Linked DNA regions of Mus musculus: all the other regions are linked to region 2. A link is a contact called in public Hi-C and promoter capture Hi-C data. All regions are on one chromosome and are shown on one strand. Each heading gives the region's core, a stretch centred on a gene start, on an enhancer-like site or on the middle of the called end of the contact. The rest is flanking DNA. Distances are from core to core; before and after follow the strand shown.

Region 1 (2,717 bases), core at 55-2,554, 180 kb before region 2:
ACTGAACAGTGGCATAGCTTTGAAGACGTGTTGTTTACAGGCTTCTGTTATTAAGGAAATTGCTGTCAGTCAAGGTAATTCTAGCCCAGATAAGCAATAAATAAGCTCCCAGCTAATCTTATGGGGATTTTATTGGCACCTGGGGTTAGAGGTCCTTTGCCCTGCTCCCCTTTCTCCCAAAGCAAAATCCTGCCTCCCAAGGGGTCCCTCTACCTCAACGTGAGAGACTTCACGTTAATACAACTTCGGATGTACACTCTTTGAAGGAAAATGGGAATCAGGCAATGATGAAACATAACCTCCTGGTCCTACCTGGAGGCAGAAGAATGACCAAGTGACCTGAAATGAACCCTTGGCGACCCAATAGCATCAAGGCATGCGCGAGTTTCCCCTCGGTTTGCCCGGCCGCTCAGGGGTGGTCACCTGGCCCAGGCTGGGAGCCAGGTCTGATACAGCAAGCTGGCTTGCCAGAGTTGGTTGCAGCGTGTTCGAGTTCCGGCTGCGAGCCCTCGGGGACTAGGGCAGCAAGTTCCAGCTTGCAGAAATGAGAAGCGAGTCCCAGGGGAGTGCGAGACGCAGCGAGACCGGGTGCGCGCCTAGGCGCGTGCCCCGCCACGGCGCAGGGGGAGGGGAAGTCGCCGCAGCCACTCAGAGGCACGATAGTGAAGCCTCCCAACAACTTTAACTGTCAATCAGACTTAATGGGGTATTAAAAAAAAAAAAAAAAAAAAAAAGGAGGGGGCGCCCTTTCGGTCCACGCCGCAGCTGCCCCGCGGACGAAGTAATAGGGCGGTGCAGACTAGGGCGTCCTATCCACGAGTGCTCCACAGTACGGGCCCGACCAAGTTGGAAAGAACAAAAAAGAAGGCAATAAATACTAAAGGGGAGGGGGGAAGAGAGGGAGCCACACCGAGCGGCAACTCCCAGCCCGGGCTGCAAGAGAGGGAGGAGGGAACCGGAGAGAGCGGGCGCGCGCGAGGGCGAGCTGTGCACGAGAAGAAACTGACACCCGGACCCCCCACTTCTCCTGCACGGTGCTGGCAATCAGATCGCGTTTAAGCAATTTCCTGAGCCCAAGAATAGCAATGAGTCGGGAGACTTTCGCGGACTGAAATTGGGAGCTGCAATCACTCCCCAGGTTTTGTGTGTGGTGTTTTTGTGTGTGGTTTTTTCCCCCCTTTCTTTTTCTGGAGAAAGTTGGAGGGGGGCGCTACAATTGGGAAACAGCTTTTTTGTTTGTTTGTTTTGTTAATCTTGCACTTTGAAACCGCGGACTGTAGCTGTGTGCGCGCTGTGGTTGGTGCTTTTTTTTTTTTTTTTTTTCGTCCCTGGCCTTGCCTAAACTCTTCTGTCGGTCTGTAAACATTACCTGTGAATTTCCCAGCCGAAACGGCTGTTGGGGCAAGAAACTTCTTGTTAAAACTTCCCACCCCTTGGACTCTCCACAGCCCCTCTCACCGTCCCAATCTTCTGAGACGCTTTTTACCTCTCCGCCAGAGCAGAGTTTATCTTTTTTTTCTTTTTCTTTTTTTTTTCTTTTTCCTCCCATTTTTCCTCGCCCTGTCCTTTACATCTGAAAGGAGATCAGTTCAAGAGTGACCAGGTGGGACGCCTCCTTTTCCTTATTTAGTTTATTATTGTTTGGGGGAGTTTTCTTTCTATCTTTTTTTAATTCCTGTCCGGGGAGTTTTGTCCACCGCCTCCTACCACCTCCCCCTGTACCCCGCTCCTCCGCGCGGAGGATGGTGTGGAAATGGCTGGGCGCGCTGGTAGTGTTCCCTCTGCAAATGATCTATTTGGTAACCAAAGCAGCCGTGGGAATGGTGTTGCCCCCCAAGCTTCGGGACTTGTCGCGGGAGTCAGTCCTCATCACCGGCGGTGGGAGAGGCATCGGACGCCACCTCGCTCGGGAGTTCGCAGAGCGTGGCGCCAGAAAGGTACACGGCGTGGGGGCGGGGTGGCACTGCGACACCTGGAGTGGGCGCTGAGGGTAAAGGGACTCTGGCACGCAGGGAGGGGGAGGCAGTCGTGGGGGGTGTTCCCACCTGCTGCGGGTGCGGAAACCAGCGCCAACGATCTGAAAGTCTCAAGCCACCCACTCCTTGCATCACCTGGGACTGCGAAGCAAGTCGGTTTCATCCTTCATAGATTTCCCGGGCACCGGACTGTGTTTTGGCAGGCCCTGAGTTGCTTGGCTCCCCTGGGATTGGTATCTCGCTGGCTATTTACCCCTACCAACTACCATACCTAGAATACCCACCCATTTTGCCGCATGACTCTTTCTCTAAGGTGTAGTGCCCTCTCTCTCTCTTTGCCCGCACCCTGCCAAGCGCAGGGTGTGCGCGCGCCCCTAGGTAGAGCTGGAAGCCAAACCCCCTGCTAGCTTGCGCTTGGTATTTTGCTTGGCAACTCGCTGCCTAGTCCCAAACAAGCTGAGAGGTTGCAGCTAGGCAGGGACGTGAGATAGGGTGCTCGGTTCAGATTTGTAAAGGAGAGAGTTGACGTGGATGGTCTAGTCCGGCTGAAAGACTGGGAGGCCCAGGTGTTTAAAATTCTGAAAGAGGGGTGAGGGGGTAGCCAGCCGCTGATAAAGAGAGCCCTTGTCCTCACCTTCAACCTTGATTCCCACCCCCGCCCTCTTCATCGGAGGGGATCCTTCTCAGCTGGATTGGAAGGTGGCACTGTGCCCCTCTGACCACTGCCTCTTATTATGTGGG
Region 2 (3,013 bases), core at 12-2,511:
GCATATATGCTCTTGCAGAGGACCCATGAAGTTTACTTCCCGGCACCCACATCAGACAGCAAGCCACAACTGCTTGTAACTCCAACCTCCAGCTCTAGGCAGTGATCTAAAGACCTTACCTGGATTCTAAGGTAAGGCGCACTGATAAATGCACACCCGCCCCCCCCCCAGGTCCCACCCAATAGACATACACATGTATAAATAGTTAAAATAAACTTTAAAGAAAATTGTATAACCTATACACTTAGTATTTGAAGAGGTGGGCTAGTTTGCCCATTTGACAGGTCAGGGAGCAGGCTCCAAGAGCTTAGATGCCTCATGTGCACTACTCAGGCTGAAACTAGCTGACCAAAATAATCCAACAAGGTACATGCTGTCACTGTCCTTATAGAAGAGGAGGAAGTCATAGTGTGGGGAGAAGAAGTAACTTTCCCACGCTGCCAGGACTGGTGAGCGGTGGGACAAATGTGACCCTTCCCATTCTAGAGTGTACTTAACTGTTCTTTCATGTTGCCTCCCTAACACAATCCACATAGCCCCACTGCAGGGACACCTTTACCCAAGCTGTGACTCTCAGGGTCACATACTTCTAGCATGTAGGAGCTGCACCACAGCTGTGGACACCCCTGGTACCCACTAATTCGTTCACATGATACGCATGTGCCAGAAAGATAGTTTTTTCATTGTACATTTTTTCTTATCAACTACCAGGAATTGAATCTAGGGCTGGCAGTGTAGCTACTGAGCTACATCCTATAAATTGGAAACCAAAGGTTCTAATGCGAACATCAGAGTAGCAATGGCCAGATCTGAGACCCAGCTGCACGGTCACAGTGAGCTAGTTTCAGCCTGAGTAATGCACATGAGGCATCTAAGCTCCTGGAGCCTGCTCCCTGACCTGCCAAATGGACAAACTAACCCACCTCTTCAAGTTCTTGTGTTAAGTGTAATAACCACAAAGTGCTCAGTGTGAGCCTGGCATGGCTGTGTCTTCAGAAGTGTGTGCTATGCTATCATCCCCACACGTCTGACATATCACTTCATGTATATTATCTTAGACGGTTCCTTTAAAACCCCTAGGAACTTGATAAGAAGATGCAGCTCAGGAGGAGTGAGAAATCCAGCTTCAAATTGAGAGCAGCGCCTGTTCTGCCGTTGGAACTGCTGTCCATGCCAATGACACCAAAGTCAGCCTGGAGCTCTCAGGCAGCTCCCACAGCCTGACCTGTGCTCACATTTGCCCACAGGACTGGCCAACACAGGAAGCAGCTCAGGTGCTGCAGGCTGAGGTATGACCCAGTTGCCCAGTGAGGACAGCTGGCCTTCAGGGATTAACCTGACCTAAGCTGGAACCAACCAGAACTCTCTTAAAAAATGAAGATACATCATCTTTCTGAGGTGCCCTTTCCCTCTTTGCTAGCAACTTAGTCTGTACACCTGAGGTGAGACTGAGGAAGGAAGGGAGAAGTCCATGGGGCTGAATGGATTTCAAGTTGCCCAGGACGACTGGAAATTGTCCAGACTTTCATAACCTCGAAGTGCAACTGACTATGAATAAACTACCTCATGCCACATGTGGTGACATATTAGTGTAAACACAGCCCTCCACCAGGGCCCTTGGAATTGTAGAACTTAAACTACGCAGACTCTTCAGGTCTATGCATGCCACATGACAACTCCGTAATCGTCCTCCCGAGAGTGGTTGCTGCATCTCTGCCGACCCTAACTGATGTCATCTTTCAGTTTCAACTACTTACTACCTCTGTTCCTGCCATTTGTAAGATCTCTGACCAATTTTTACTGCTAGCCCTGAGCTCTTACCTTCTTTTTCAGGATGACTCTCTGCGTCTTTGGAGACACATCCAAGACAAGTTCTGCACAGGTAATCGCCTTGTGGGAAGCCACAGGCCTTCCTTTTCCCTCCTGCAAACTAAGAGGAAATAAATGAGTGCACACACGTACACACAGAACAAAGCATAAATCTCTATTAAAGAACAAACAGTTCGGCCTGTGCTGTAATCTCAGCACTCAGGAAACTGAAGTAGAAAGAGAACCCAGGCTATACAGAAAGACTCTGTCTCAAAACAAACAAAAATTCACAAAATACAGAAGAGAAAGCCAGACAGGACAAAGGCTTAGTTAGAGCTGCCCCTACCTTTGCACAATTCAAGGCTTATTTTTAAGAACACAAAACTCAAGCATTTTCCCTTTCCTCATAATTTCATTGGCACAAAATTAAGACATGAAACAATGAGCATAAATCTTTAAGGGAGACATGGCACAACCAAGGCAGATATCCCAAGGGATCATTAGGATGAGAAGAATGGGCCAATAGACACCGCGCCCCACTTTAGGCCTGTGACTCAAAACTCCCAAGCTTTATGGAATGTTGCAGTCTTGTTCTGCTTGAGGCATCTTTTTTCTTGTTCTCCTCCTCCTCCTCCTCCTCCTCCTCCTGCTCCTCCTCCTCCTCCTCCTGTTCCTCCTCCTGCTCCTCTTCCTCCTCCTCCTCCTCCTGCTCCTCCTCCTGCTCCTCCTCCTCTTCCTCCTTCTTCTTTTCTCCTTCTCCTCCCCCTCCTCCTCCTCCTTCTTCATCATCATTATCATCATCATTTGTGTAGGCTGTTGGGGACTATATACATATGGCTGGGTAAACTCACCTGTGTATATACATTATTCAGTAAGGCCAGAGATCCACATTGGATATCTGCCTCAATTACTCTATATCTTATTATTTGAAACAGGGTCTTGTTGGACCTGGGACTGTGTCAGTTAGCTTAGCTGGCCAGAAAGGCTCAGGATCTGCCCATCTGTGCCCACAGCGCTGGTGTTATAAGCACTTGCCACTGCACTTGGCTTTCCATATGGGAACTGGGCTCCAAACCCAAGAACTTCAGCTTATGGATAAAGCCTGCCCTGAAGTATGTGCACAGTGCTTAATTTAGATCACCTGCCTGTTTGCATCAGTCATTACTATTGTAAAAAGTACTGATGAGTTCAGTTAAAAATTAGT
Region 3 (2,700 bases), core at 1-2,500, 210 kb after region 2:
TATTTCTTTAAATGTGCTAATATGTAACCCCATTAGAAGAAGTCAATAATAAAATCATTTGGGCATGGCCACATTGGGACTCCATTATTTTCTCAGTTTGAGGAGAGGCGTAAAACACTGGCCTCGAACTTGTCCAAGGATGATCTTGAACTCCCGATCTCTCTCTCCCTTACTCCCAAGTGCTGATATTACAAATGGCACCATCACATCTGAGTTTGAAACAGGTTCTCACTATGTAGCCCTGGCTGCTGTGAACACACAGAGATCCACTTGCCTCTGCGGGGATTAAAGGCACAAACCAGCTGCCTCTGTCTCCCAAGAGCTGGAACTCCGGGTGTGTCCCACTACACATTTTGAGGTTCTGATGATTGTCCTCTTTTCTGGAGCCTTTCCAGGCCGTCTCTCCACCTAGGGAACCCATTGATTAAGTCTGTTAGGTCTCCAAAAGCAGATTTCTGTGTTGGGGGCTCTCCTGCCTCTTGCAGCTTTGTGATGGGACTGACCGCACAGTGTCAGAGATGGAAGGAACGGATTCCTCTTATCCTAAAATTCTTCTAAAAAGTGAAGCCTCATTAGGATTTTTCCAAGCTAAATGATTACCAAGGGGCTGAGGACCCCCTGTAAGAGGCCCCAGGTTTGCTAACACAGTTTAGATTTTCTATGACAGGAGAAAAAAATGTATAGATTCTAACTTTCAGAAACAAGCATGTATTTACATCAAGGTGAAAAAAAAAAAAGCAGAATCTAAAGCTGGGCAGTGGCGACCTTTGACACCTTTGATCCCAGCACTACAGAGGGAGGCATAGGCAGGCTAATCTTTGAGTTCAAGGTCAGTTTGGTCTAAAAATCAAGTTCCAGGACATCGAGGGCTACACAGACAAACCCTGTCTCGAAAAGCCAAAAAAAAAAAAAAAAAAAAAAGAGTTACATTAAAAAAAATAGAGGGCAGAATCTAGAGGGCCTCATCCTCTGCCAACAGCCTGCCCTGTTACAGCCTGTGAATTCTCTGAGAAAGACCCAAAGTAGAACTTGCCAAGGGCAGAGTTCAGATTGCCCAAGGCTCTTCCCTTAAAAAATAACGATTGCGTTAGCCTGCTTGTCCTCATTTGTTGGTTTCCTTGCTTTTTGGAATAATCACAATCTACTTGTAAATCTATTCCGAACCCCAGGGCCCAAGTCCAGGACAGACTGTACAGCAGTGGCCCCGGGCTCAGCTGGCTGATCACTGATCCGCTCCAAAGGCCACGCTTGGAGATTCATGAGTGCCAGAGATTTAAAGCTCTGTTCCTACTCTGAACTCTCAGTCCCATGGCAGAGCTGTGGGAGGCAGGACAGCTCTGACGTAGAAGTTTGCAATTGGGACCAGTAGACTCAGTAAATAGACTCCCTAGGTGGAGAGATGACCTGGAAGGGCTCCCGAAAAAAAAGGACAATCCCCAGCACCTCAAAATAGCATGTTGGAGTACCAAGTGCACGAGAAGCAAAGGCAGGTGGATCTCTGTGTATTCGTGCTGGCCAGGGTTACATAGTGAGAACATCTCTCAAAAAACAAACAACAAACAAACAAACATAAAAACCCTACAAAACAAAACAACAACAATCCTCCCCCTGACACACATATACAACAAGAAGTTCAAGGCTAGTCTCAGCTACAGGACATATTTGAGGACATCTGGGCTACATGAGACCCTGTCTCAAAAAATGAAAAACAAAACCAAAATGGTACCCGCAACACAAAAGGACATGTCTGGAGGGATTCCTGCTACCCAGCTCTGGGACAGTGGTTAAGAATTTGCTACAATGATGGCAACATTAAAATAATGAAAGAAACCTATGAATGCACACAGATATACATACACTAACAAGAAAACAAACCTTGATTAAAAGCAGAGCAGGTTATTGACAAATCTCTAAACCCTCCTTTACCAGTCATTACCAAGGCATTATCAAGGTGTGGCTTGGCTGATGGGTTTGCAAGAGTGCTCCAAATACACAGTGCCAGGAAAATGACAGATGGAAGTGTGGCAGGAAGCTCCCCAAAGATCTCAGCATCAAAGACTGATGGCCCAAGTCCATTCTTGTAGTTTGTACTAGAGGTCAAGACCCAAGATCAGGACTACAGGCCAGATCAGCTCATGACTCTCCCTAGTGTGAAGGCTTTGATACCCAAGGAATAATTGGGAACTGACCAAGATGAGAGGAGAACCACAGATCTGGTGACCAATGGAAGCATGGGATCCAAGCCAAAAATGTTATTGGGACACATCAAAAAAACCCATTCTGACCAGGTATGACGGCACTTCTAGTTCCAGCACTAAGGAGACAGAGGCAGGTGGGTCTGTGTGTTTGAGGGTGGTCTGGTCTACAGAGTGAATTTTAGGACAGCCAGGACTACATGGAAAAATCCTGTCTCAAAAAAACCAAAAAAGAAGGAAGGAAGGAAGGGAGGGAGGGAGGGAGGGAGGGAGGGAGGGAGGGAGGGAGGGAGGAAGGGAGGGAGGAAGGAAGGAAGGAAGGAAGGAAGGAATGAAGGAAGGAAGAAAAGAAGGAAGGGAGGGAGGGAGGGAGAAGGGAAAGGAAAGAGAAGAGGAAGAGGAAGAGGAAGAGGAAGAGGAAGAGAAGAGAAGAGAAGAGAAGAGAAGAGAAGAGAAGAGAAGAGAAATGAAGAGAAATGAAGAGAAATGAAGAGAAGAGAAAAGA

What was found. Promoter capture Hi-C pulls out the DNA fragments that hold promoters and counts their contacts. A called contact is a pair of places that touch in the nucleus more often than the background predicts.
Region 1: a promoter capture Hi-C map of liver shows a contact between it and region 2. The contact joins the promoter of Dhrs3 here to the enhancer-like site in region 2. A contact is called at or near these places in 22 of 39 promoter capture datasets (the 3T3-L1 cell line, 3T3-L1-derived adipocytes, the C10 cell line and 14 more), 1 of 15 datasets of contacts at CTCF or cohesin (large pre-B cells), 17 of 484 Hi-C or Micro-C datasets (ECoMG myeloid progenitors, the MNK3 cell line, Th2 cells and 8 more), 35 of 115 datasets of contacts at active chromatin or transcription factors (the 230-238 cell line, the HPC-7 cell line, the NIH/3T3 cell line and 24 more) and 4 of 9 other capture datasets (adipose tissue, embryonic stem cells, liver and 1 more).
Region 3: a Hi-C map of liver shows a contact between it and region 2, with 3 times the contacts expected there. The contact joins two enhancer-like sites. A contact is called at or near these places in 4 of 484 Hi-C or Micro-C datasets (the AtT-20 cell line, CD4 T cells and liver), 2 of 115 datasets of contacts at active chromatin or transcription factors (both in embryonic stem cells) and 3 of 9 other capture datasets (adipose tissue, embryonic stem cells and liver).

Annotation. Positions count from the first base shown.
Region 1 is chr4:144,891,773-144,894,489 of GRCm38.p6, forward strand. It overlaps Dhrs3 (dehydrogenase/reductase (SDR family) member 3), which reads left to right and starts at 1,305. Exons shown (of 6, transcript NM_011303.7): 1 at 1,305-1,937. The coding sequence starts at 1,743. It also overlaps a transcript of Vps13d not described here.
Region 2 is chr4:145,070,565-145,073,577 of GRCm38.p6, forward strand. Vps13d (vacuolar protein sorting 13D) reads right to left here. Exons shown (of 70, transcript NM_001276465.1): 55 at 1,822-1,930. Among named protein-coding and RNA genes, the nearest start is that of Gm36317, 110 kb to the left of the region's middle. Within about 2 kb of position 1,262, at least 5 of the 459 cell types and tissues checked have an H3K27ac peak or open chromatin away from gene starts, as enhancers often do. A contact at or near this core is called in the MNK3 cell line, hepatocytes and liver, where this site is marked.
Region 3 is chr4:145,280,026-145,282,725 of GRCm38.p6, forward strand. All of the region lies in intron 10 of Tnfrsf8 (tumor necrosis factor receptor superfamily, member 8), which reads right to left. Among named protein-coding and RNA genes, the nearest start is that of Gm36233, 16 kb to the left of the region's middle. Within about 2 kb of position 1,251, at least 23 of the 459 cell types and tissues checked have an H3K27ac peak or open chromatin away from gene starts, as enhancers often do. A contact at or near this core is called in liver, where this site is marked.